3 separate regions of the Mus musculus genome follow, and regions 2 and 3 are each linked to region 1. Evidence: chromatin contacts called from public Hi-C and HiChIP or PLAC-seq data. All regions are on one chromosome and are shown on one strand. Each heading gives the region's core, a stretch centred on a gene start, on an enhancer-like site or on the middle of the called end of the contact. The rest is flanking DNA. Distances are from core to core; before and after follow the strand shown. Region 1 holds the start of Slc25a17 (solute carrier family 25 (mitochondrial carrier, peroxisomal membrane protein), member 17). Region 2 overlaps Mrtfa (myocardin related transcription factor A). Region 3 overlaps Mrtfa (myocardin related transcription factor A).

Region 1 (3,268 bases), core at 764-3,263:
GGTTTTGCTGTGTCACACAGGCTGGCTTAAATTCCCATCTTTCTGCTTCAGCCTTTCAACTACTAGACAGTAGTTGTATCAGCATGCCTGGCTGCTCCTGTAAGAAATTGAAAGCCAAAGTGCACATTTGAATGATTGCTGGTTAAAGAATACCAGGTGTGTGCTGCTGGAATCTCCATGACATTCTCTAGAAAGTAAAGGACAGTTCGTTGAGGTTTGTAGTTCATTAAATTTAAGTTATAGTAATTCCAACAAGTAGAGTATGTAACTAGTAAAACTGGTTGGGGCTGGGAGATGCTTCAGTGTCAAGAGCACATCTTGCCTGTAGTCAGTTCCCAAGCACCCACCCAGGTTTGGCAGACACATTTTAAAATAAGAATATAGCTCATGGATGAAGAGGAAAGCAGACACAGCAGTGTCAAGTTTGGAAAGTTTGAACAGTTCTGTGAAACGTGTGTACTGACTGGTTTTGTGTTCAACTTGACACAGCTGGAGTTATCACAGAGAAAGGAGCCTCCCTTGAGGAAATGCCCCCATGAGGTCCAGCTGTAAGGCATTTTCTCAATTAGTGATCAAGGGTGGGAGGGCCCCTTGTGGGTGGTGCCATCTCTGGGCTGGTAGTCCTGGGTTCTATAAGAAAGCAAGCTGAGCAAGCCAGTAAGAAACATCCCTCCATGACCTCTGCATCAGCTCCTGCTTCCTGACCTGCTTGAGTTCCAGTCCTGACTTCCTTTGGTGGTGAACAGCAATGTGGAAATGTAAACTGAATAAAACCCTTTTCTCCCCAACTTGCTTCTTGGTCATGATGTTTTGTGCAGGAATAGAAACCTTAAGACTATCACAGTGGAAGGGTAAAATACTGACTTTGCTTTTAGATTTACCTTTATGTGCATGAGTGCATTTATGTAAGCAGTCCTGGATTCTTTCAGAGGACAGAAAGCTGTGGCGTCTGTCCCGAGGGACATAGAGGGTTGTGTGATAGCAACTGAAGAGCAAGCGTTCTTAGCTGCTGAGCTATATCTATACAGCCCCAAATTGTCAGTTTAAACAAACTATGCTAGAGGTTTAACTACCGGGCCTCAGAGCCTTGATTCTATATCTCGCAGCGGGTGTTGGGATGGCTGAATGGAGAAACGAAGGTTGGAGATATTGACCCACCCCCTTATCTATGGCTATCAGCTTATCCTGGAGGGTTGCTTTTGTTTTGACGCTGTTTCTATAGTTCTGGCTAGCCAACTCCACTTCTCAGCATCCATGGTACTGGGATTACAGGCTACGTTTTAGGGTTTAGGTCTGTTTTGGCTTTTGTTTTGAGACGAGTCTCAGCCCAGGTTAATCTCAAATTCTCTCTGTAGCTGAGGGTGACTCTGTACTAAATTCTTTTAACAAAATTATTTAGTCGTGTGTGTGTGTGTGTGTGTGTGTGTGTATGTCTTAGTGTGCGCGGAAACCCGAGAAGGTCAGACCCCCTGGAACTATACTTGCTTGGGATACTGGGACCTAAACGAGGATCCTCTGCAAAAGCAGTACTTGTTCTTAACTGAGCCAACTCTTCAGTCCCCAGATCCTCTTTCCACTTCCTGAGTACTGTGTTTACTGGTGTTTATGGTTTGCTGGTAGTCATGCTAAGCAAGCACTAACAACTGAGCCTGCCAACATATATTTTGCAAGGAACTGGGGTGCAGGAGTCATTAAGGACTTTTATGTCCTCCCGTTTTATGGGCTTGACTAACCAATTTAGTGTGCAAGCACACTGACAGACTGAGGGGCTAGGAACCTTTGCAGGGGGTGCTCAGAACACAGATCCTTCCATAGCCACTGAGCATTGCTCCGCCCCTTGACCGATCCGGACCAATCGATGTTCAGGGGCGTTCCTGGGCATTTCACACTCGCCTCCCCGGCTGTTCTCCCCAGCGAACCAGGGCAGTCTGTGACCCGGAAGCAGTCGTTCTGGTGGAGGCGGGGGAGACTTCTGAGAGGTGGGGCTTGAGACGGTCCTTTCACGAACCCGCACACTCTGAGGCGCCTGAGTGAAAAGTGTGGCACCATGGCCTCTGTGCTGTCCTACGAAAGTCTGGTACACGCCGTGGCCGGAGCCGTGGTGAGGAGGGGTTTGGGGCTTCGAAGTAAATCTCGGGATGGGTCGGGGAGAAGGGCACGGGGGAGATGTGGGGACCGAATCTGTCACAACTGGAACGAAAAGGACGGGCATAAATGGAAAGTTGCTGCTACAAGAGGGAGGGCGAGGCCAGGAGCCACCCTCTGCCGCAGTCCCCTCTGGACTTTCCCAGAGACTGTCTGGACTATCAGTCACAAAGGTCCAGAGGGAATAGGGAAGAAGATAATTGCTATTTTCTTTGCCTTCTGAAGTTTAAAAGTTTAAGGCCAACCCTTCCCTTACCCAACTCTCACTGCACACAAACTTCGTCCAAATTGGTCCTGCGGAAAAACTAAGTGTGAAGATGGGGTGCTTGCTGTAAGTCTACTGCCAGCCTGGTGTCACACCTTATCCCAGGCAAGTGGCAATAGCTAATGGAACATTCCTAGTCAGCCTTATTGCCAGGAAAAGATAGGGTGTTTGTTTGTTTATTTTTTAAGTCAAGATCGGTGGTGTTATGTACTACCTGTATAGTTACTGTGAGTTAAGTGCTTTGTTCTTCGATTTAGAGGTATCTAAGTTCCTTCCATTTGACACTTCCCTTTTCCCTGAAACTTCACATTCTTGGCACAGGTAACATTCCTCCTCTGGTTCTTTTCCTCAGACTGTTTCCCATGTTCTTCCCTAACTCCCAGCATGTACCTTTAGCCATGTAGAGTCACCGTGGACCATTCCTATCCATTCAGACAGCTTATGTTCCGGTGAAGAGTAATCTGAGTTTTTTAATTCCAATTCTATCATATGTTTACCAGGTAATCTCAAATCTCACGTTTGTAATCTATGAAGAGGGAAGAAAATATTACACTTTTCTTCTAGACCTTGAGAAGTAGGTGAGGGAATATTACATGGTGTCTTATTCAAAAGAGTCGCGTTCCTTTAAATCAACCAGAAGTGCCTTTTGCTCGTTATGAAAGAACTGGGGTGGAAGTTTGTTGTGACATGTTTTCAGTTGGTCATAGGGACCTGTTTGACTGAAGTGGAAATGCAAATGGGGGGCCAAATGATTCATGACTTTGTGTAGGAAAGGGTCAGTGGTTGCACTTACTGATTGACATTTCAAACCCGATCCTCTCTGCTGCCCTGTGGAGAGTAGAATACGGAAGGCACATC
Region 2 (3,153 bases), core at 498-2,997, 290 kb after region 1:
GTCTTTTTTAAGTTCAGAACATGCTATTGTCAGATTGTCTATTGTATTTGGGGGTGGAGCAGAGTCTCATGCAGCGTCATATTAATTTTTTTAAACAAAAATTTTAGAAATACAAGAAAAGAGAGACTTTTTTTAGCTGCCATGACTCTAATCCAGAATGTAGGAGGCCGAGGCAGGAAAGTCACTTCAAGTTCAAGGCCAGCCTGGGCTATGTGATGAAATTCTGCCTTCAAAATGTAATGGTGTCTGTAGTTTGTGGCAACCAGGTATGTACAAGAGTCCCTCCCCATCTTTGCCAGGTGTAGGTATTATACAGTCTCTTAATTTTTTGGCTGTCCTAATGGATGCTAAATCATAACTCATTGTTACTTTATTATCCCTCCATCCAAGAACTCAGGTAGATCTTTAACAAGAAAAAACTTTTGGGGGGGGGGGCAGGGTCTGAGGCAGGGTTTCTCTGTATAGCCCTGGTTGGCCTTGAACTCAGAAATCGTCCTGCCTCTGCCTCCCAAGTGCTGGGATTAAAGGCGTGCGCCACCACTGTCCGATAAGAATAAACTTTTAAGAAGCCTCAGCCTCTTTGGACAGTAGCCATGTCTCTTTAAAGTGCCAGTGAGGCATAGTGCCTTACTTCTTTTCCTTCTGCTATGATAAAATGCTCTGACAAAAGCAATGTAAAGAGGACAGTAGTGGCCCACACTTTTTACTCCCAGCACTCAGGAAACAGAGACAGGCAGATCTCAGTGAGTTCGAGGCCAGCCTGGTCTACAGAGTGAGTCCCAGGACAGCCAGAGCTACACAGAGAAACCCTGTCTCAAAACAACAACAGCAACAACAAAGCAAACAAACAATGCAAAAAAGCAGGGGGCGGGGGAGGAGGCAACATAAGGTAGAAAGGGCTTATCTTATTTTGGCCAACAGTTCACAGGTACAGCCTGTTATGATGAAGAAGTCACAAGAGTGGGAGCCTGAGGCAGCTGGCCACACTGCATTCATAGTCAAGAAGCAGAGAGTAATGGATTCTTATGCTCGCCCCACTTTGTTCTTTCTGTACAGCCCGGGATGTGCCATTCACAGTGGGCAGATCTTCTTACCTCAGCTAATCTCATTGAAATAAAGCATTGGATTCTCTTGGTAGATGGATTATGAAAGAGATGAGTATGACCCATACAGAATTGAATACAGTTTGACATAGTCCACCACAGTCTGGGCCTTATCAGCACCGGGGCTGGTTTAAATTTGGTCTCTTTCCACTTGGCTCTGTGATCCTGCACTGATGGCGAGCACTGTTGCTAGTGAGAGGTTGTTGTCAGTGACTTACGCTGACATCGTAGCAGCTGACTGTGATTTGCCTGTGCTCTAGCAGAGGCATGGTTTTGCCAACTGCAGACAGTTTCTGCGATTGTGTGATGTTTGGAATTCTGGGAACTTTTCAGAGGGTATAAAATGCTATGGCCCTGAGAGGCGAGGTTGGTGGTGGTTGCTTGTTCAGCAGATTGGTCATGGTTTGTTAGTAGTCATACTCAGAAGAAGAAACAAAAAGAAAGAAATTAGATTCAAGGGTCTCTCTCTCTCCCCCCCTCTATTTTTTCTCTCCTATCTAGAGGTGGGGGTTGAAACCTAGGGGTGGAGTGGGGTAGGAGAGGGGGAGATAAAGGGTGGGAAAAAGAAGAACCCACAGAGCAGCTAAGCCTGGTTACAATGCTGTTCTTGCAGGAGACTTGAGTTTGGTTCCCAGCACCCACATGGCAGCTTACAACCATCTATAACTCCAGTTCCAGGAGACCAGACACACCTCCTGGTCTCCATGGGCACCAGGCATGTATGTAGTGCACATACATATATGAGGCAAAAACATTCATGTGCTTAAAATTCAAATAGATCTTTTTTAAAACATGGATGTTGAACACTTGTGCAGATTTCCTCTGCTTCCTAAATTCTTTGTGTTGGAACATGTATCACGTGGTTGATGTCAACTCAAAAGAGGAAGTTAGAAGGGGAACCTTAAGTAGAATCAGCTTGGCCCATAGTCCATTTCCTATTGGACTACTAGCAGGACACCTGAGTCTGAGTAATTTGCAAAGAACAGAAGTTCTTGTAGCTTATAATTCTAGACCTCCAAGAGCATGGTGCTGACTTCTGTTGGCCTGGTAAGGGTTTTGCAGCTACATTACAGTGTGGGTCACTGTGGGAGCAACACCGCCACTCTTCAATACAGTTTCTCAAGGATGGGCTGGAGAGATGGCTCAGCCGTTAAAGGCTAGGCTCACAACCAAAAATATAAGGATGCACGTCTGAGCCCCAGCACTGGGAGACCGAGGCAGAAGATTGCAAAGTTTTGTTTCTTGAGACAAGGTCTCTCTACAAAGCCCTGGTTGTCCTAGAACTCTCTGTGTAGATCAGACTGGCCTCAAAGACACACAGATCTGCCCCTCTGCCCCTCTGCCCGCTGAGTGCTAGGATTGGAGGTGTGAGACCCTCTTCCTGGCTAGAAGAGTGCAGTTTTGAAGCCGACCTGGGCTGCATAGTAAAACCCAGCCCCACAAAACAAGAATGTTCTTCAGTATGTTACCATCTTGAGGCAGGAGTTTTTTAATTGTCATTTGCTTAAGAAATGCTAATTGCTGTGCTGTGTTCTTTCTGCAGACATGCTTATTCAATGGCAGCTAGACATGTTCATTTCCTCCCGACTTTTTGCTCTCAGAAATCTCCATGTGCAGGAAATGGTCTGTACTCTGGCAACACTGCTGCACAGGCCTGTGCTCAGAAGGCTTGCAGAGCCCCGTGCTGCCTCTAAAGTGACTCACTGTTAGAGAAGCAGAGCAAGAAATCCCAGGAGAGAGAGTGATCAGCTCCCTATCTTGGGTGATGGTTTTCTTTAATTTATTAGGTCATTAGATGTAGGAAGATGTTAACAGTTAGAAAACTCTAAAAGAATGTTAAGTTCCAGGCATGATGTCTTTATGGAATTCACTAAAATATTAATTTGGTGATGTTAACTCCTTTTTAATGCCTTGTTCTTTCCCTGTTTTTTCCACCCTATGAACATTTTTGTCTGTGCTGTAGGAGACCATGAGCTGTCGTAATTGTAAAATGTCAAAAATTAAACAAAAGGAACAGTTAATTGAATATTTTTAGTACTGTTAATACAGA
Region 3 (3,468 bases), core at 13-2,512, 320 kb after region 1:
TTTACTTTGTAGCAACCCCAGGCTGATGTGAAAATTTTAACTGTCCTTTGCCTCAGCCTCCAAAGGCTGGGAGAATATAGGTATGAGCCACCATGCTTGGCTTAATAAGACTTTTTTTTTTTTAATTAAATTTATAGGAGTTTGTAAATTAGCAGGGGGGATATTCAGAGGTAACCACGCACAGCACCCAACATCACTGTTCAGGTAAAGTAGCTTAGGTGACCCAACGTAATTCTGAATATAGTGGAGAATATAGAGAAGAAGAGAAAAAGAAAAAGAGAGTGGACATTTTCAAGCAAAAATGAAATTTTAAAGGTGAGGGAAAGTCCATGGTACTTAAGGAAGAGTAAAATTTAACATTCTCGTTGGGGTGTCTCACCCTAGGGAATCGTGCCTGGAAGTCCCCATTGCAGCCTGATGTGACATAAGAGCAGAAGGAGGCAAGCAAGCTTGCTAACAGGACAGGGAAAGGAACTTGGAACATAAATCATAATTTTGAGAGAAAGAGAAGTTCTGCTTGTTCCTGTGACCTTGAAGCGTAGGCAAGAGCCCAGCCAGCGTCCTCCCATCCTTGGGTGCCTCTAAAAATCGCTGCGTAGAAAAGGCCCGTGTTAGTACACCACTGTTCCTAGTATTTGTAGGTTACCCTCAGATATGACTTTCAGGGCCCTGCAGTTGAAACCTGTTAGACAGAAGGGGACTTGCTGTGGGCTCTGGGATCCTCCTAACCCTCCCTAGACATTTTCTTAGCATCGTAACCACAGCTATGCTAGTTGATCCTTTGAGTAGTGTATAGTTGTAAAGATGGTTGATGTTTAATTTGATAAAGATCCCTGTTGTTTCATTGAGCAGTGTTGCCAAACAGAGCTAGGAGCGACACCTGTCTCCACTAGCCCGATGTACACTAAGTCGTAGCTCTTGGGTGTCTCCTCTCAGCAGAGAAAGCCCTGTGTGAAAACAGAAGCATGTGGACGGCAAGATACCTTGTAGTCTAGAGGAATGTGGTGTGTGTGAAAGTAGCCATACTTTTTAGATTGTGGTCTCTGTGCAGAGTGCATTTGTTCAACATGCTATGTGCAAACACTTAGAACTTATACAGCTCTTTGTGCTGGGCGCTGGCCCCATTAGACTTTCTTTGAGCTTAGAACTGGTTGGTGTTTCTCAGTCCCAGGAGGAAGGCTGAGTTCTGTAAGGTTTAAGCAAGAGGCAAGACTGGTAGTTTGTGGATTGTTATCACCCTGCAAGACTCTTCGCAACTTCCTCTTGCCGCCCACAGCAGAATGCGGAAACCCTGCTGTGTCAGGCCACTTCTGCAGTTACCCACAGTTGCAGTTTGGGATCCTCCTTTCATACCATAGGCTACCTTTTAGACTTTGCTGCATTTGAGAATGTGTCTGCTGAGGTGGAATGGCTGACTAACCTGCATCTGTCTTCTCTTCTTGCCACCATGCAGTGCTGCAGTTGAAGCTCCAGCAGCGGCGGACCCGGGAGGAACTGGTGAGCCAAGGGATCATGCCGCGTAAGTGTCTCTCGGTGTTTGTACACTTGCTCCTTGGGTTGGCTTGGCTCCTCGGTGGCATAGGAGCACCCTACAGAGCAGGGGTCAGGGGTCTCGTTCCAGTCTTACCCGCCTCTTACTTTTCCATCAGGAGTCCTTGATGGATGGAACAGGTTGTCAATTGCCCAGATTCATCATGTTCAGTGAAACAAGCAGTGCTAGGCTTCCAGCAGGTCGGCAGATAGCCCCGTGCCTTTGAATTGCCTCTTTCCTGGGTTCCCAGCATCCCTTCATGGGAGGAGCAGGGGCTGCTCTGTTCACATCCACTTCACCTCTGTGCTCAGCTGTTAGGAAGAAACCTCTCCTCTCCCCTTGCAGACAGGTACCGTCAGTGAACTACAGTTTATTTTAGAGCTGTGAGGCACCCATGGCGGATACGCGTGTGTGTATGCCTGGATGGAGCTGTTGGTGAGCTGTTCTGACACTGGGCCAGTGTCTGCATCCCTGGGGTAGAAGTGAAACCACGCCTTAGACTCTGTTAGAGACAAGAAAGCCTGTTTTGAATACTAAGAGCACCGTAGACAGTGAAGGCTAGAACCAGGGTCTTGCTCTTCTGACATGTCTTCATGAGTTCTCAGCAGATCATACAAGCTTCCGTCCCCTGGTGGTATGTCGTCACCACTCGGCTCCACCCTGAGGAGGAAGACAGCGAGAGAGCGCACACACACACACACACACACACACCCCAGCAGCATCTGCTGTCATGATGTTTCATGGTCTCCCCCACATGTTACTGCCCACTGTCCCGTTGCCCCGCTGCCATCCATGTTGTTGGCCACTCACTCAGAGGAATCATGTGTGCAGCTACAGTGAATCTGCCCCTGCAAGAGTGGAGGGAGGAAGTGGAGACAAAGGAAGAAGATAATATTACACCTCTTAGTAAGTGTGATGTAGTAAATTAATGGTGGTGGATGTGTTTACAGTTAACAGGAAAAAGTTGGAGACACAGCCGGGCGTGGTGGCGCACGCCTTTAATCCCAGCACTCGGGAGGCAGAGGCAGGTGGATCTCTGAGTTCGAGGCTAGCCTGGTCTACAAAGTGAGCTCCAGGACAGCCAGGGCTATACAGAGAAACCCTGTCTCGAAAAACCAACCAACCAAACAAACAAAAAACAAAACAAAAAAGTTGGAGACACTTTGGATAAACCGGCAAACTCATTCCTATAGTTTCATCATTTGGGAGGCTGAGGCAGGAGTTCAAGGCCAGACTGGGTTATAATGTGAGGCTATATCACAGCAACAACAAAAGACAAACAAAACAGAAAAAGCATATCAGAAAAGCCAGTGCTGAGTGTACTGAGCCTAGAGTGAGGCACCACGGAGAGAGTGAGTGTTGGTTTGTAGGAAGCCACCAAGGCTTCTAATGGCTGAGGGTGGCGTTTGATTTGTGTTGTGTGCTAACCTTTTGTTCCCTGCCCCTCTCTATGGTGTGACACCCCCCCCCCTGCTGTTCTTTGTGGTCTGTGAACCTCCAGAGCACGATTCCCACCCAGCCTGACCTCTGTTGGCCGCTGCAGTAGATTCTGTGGTAGTGTTATTGGTAGGGCAGCAGTGTGCTTTACGGTCTGCGGGCCTCATCAAGGATCCAGTCCCATCCTCCTAGACCCCTTCACAAATGGCATATCTGTTTAGTGTCTGCGAAGCCCCTCATACATTACAGCAGCCAGAGTTTGGGTTGCTGCAGTCGCCTGCGCGCAGATGCATAGCAGCTGCTGTAAGGCAGCACTAATTTTGAGAGCCTCGTTTTTTAGGGCTGTAGGAGGTTCAGGGTCAGGAGGTAGGTTATGCAGGAGTAGAATGCCCATATCCCCACATTCTTCTTCATAACTTCCATGTTATACTGGGATCACTAGGGGAGAACTGAGCAGTCATGGCTCCCTGCTTGCCACTTCTTTAGTGTGGTGCTCAGAA

The links. Hi-C and Micro-C count contacts between places; a contact is called where the count stands out from the background. HiChIP or PLAC-seq counts read pairs in DNA pulled down with a chosen protein or histone mark.
Region 2: a Hi-C map of embryonic fibroblasts shows a contact between it and region 1, with 1.9 times the contacts expected there. The contact joins the enhancer-like site here to the promoter of Slc25a17 in region 1. A contact is called at or near these places in 12 of 39 promoter capture datasets (the 3T3-L1 cell line, 3T3-L1-derived adipocytes, the C10 cell line and 7 more), 3 of 15 datasets of contacts at CTCF or cohesin (the NIH/3T3 cell line, large pre-B cells and pro-B cells), 13 of 484 Hi-C or Micro-C datasets (B cells, the C2C12 cell line, the HL-1 cell line and 10 more), 5 of 115 datasets of contacts at active chromatin or transcription factors (DN3 thymocytes, the HPC-7 cell line, kidney and 2 more) and 1 of 9 other capture datasets (liver).
Region 3: a contact with region 1 is called in an H3K27ac HiChIP or PLAC-seq map of microglia, with 7 times the contacts expected there. The contact joins the enhancer-like site here to the promoter of Slc25a17 in region 1. A contact is called at or near these places in 12 of 39 promoter capture datasets (the 3T3-L1 cell line, 3T3-L1-derived adipocytes, the C10 cell line and 7 more), 1 of 15 datasets of contacts at CTCF or cohesin (the NIH/3T3 cell line) and 7 of 115 datasets of contacts at active chromatin or transcription factors (the 230-238 cell line, T-cell acute lymphoblastic leukemia, embryonic stem cells and 4 more).

What each region holds. Positions count from the first base shown.
Region 1 is chr15:81,359,510-81,362,777 of GRCm38.p6, reverse strand. Slc25a17 (solute carrier family 25 (mitochondrial carrier, peroxisomal membrane protein), member 17) reads left to right here and starts at 2,013. Exons shown (of 9, transcript NM_011399.3): 1 at 2,013-2,101. The coding sequence starts at 2,048.
Region 2 is chr15:81,073,560-81,076,712 of GRCm38.p6, reverse strand. All of the region lies in intron 2 of Mrtfa (myocardin related transcription factor A), which reads left to right. Among named protein-coding and RNA genes, the nearest start is that of Sgsm3, 97 kb to the right of the region's middle. Within about 2 kb of position 1,747, at least 47 of the 459 cell types and tissues checked have an H3K27ac peak or open chromatin away from gene starts, as enhancers often do. A contact at or near this core is called in the C2C12 cell line, the HL-1 cell line, the HPC-7 cell line and 2 more, where this site is marked.
Region 3 is chr15:81,043,340-81,046,807 of GRCm38.p6, reverse strand. Mrtfa (myocardin related transcription factor A) reads left to right here. Exons shown (of 14, transcript NM_001082536.2): 3 at 1,454-1,519. Among named protein-coding and RNA genes, the nearest start is that of Sgsm3, 67 kb to the right of the region's middle. Within about 2 kb of position 1,262, at least 134 of the 459 cell types and tissues checked have an H3K27ac peak or open chromatin away from gene starts, as enhancers often do. A contact at or near this core is called in the 230-238 cell line, the HPC-7 cell line, T-cell acute lymphoblastic leukemia and 4 more, where this site is marked.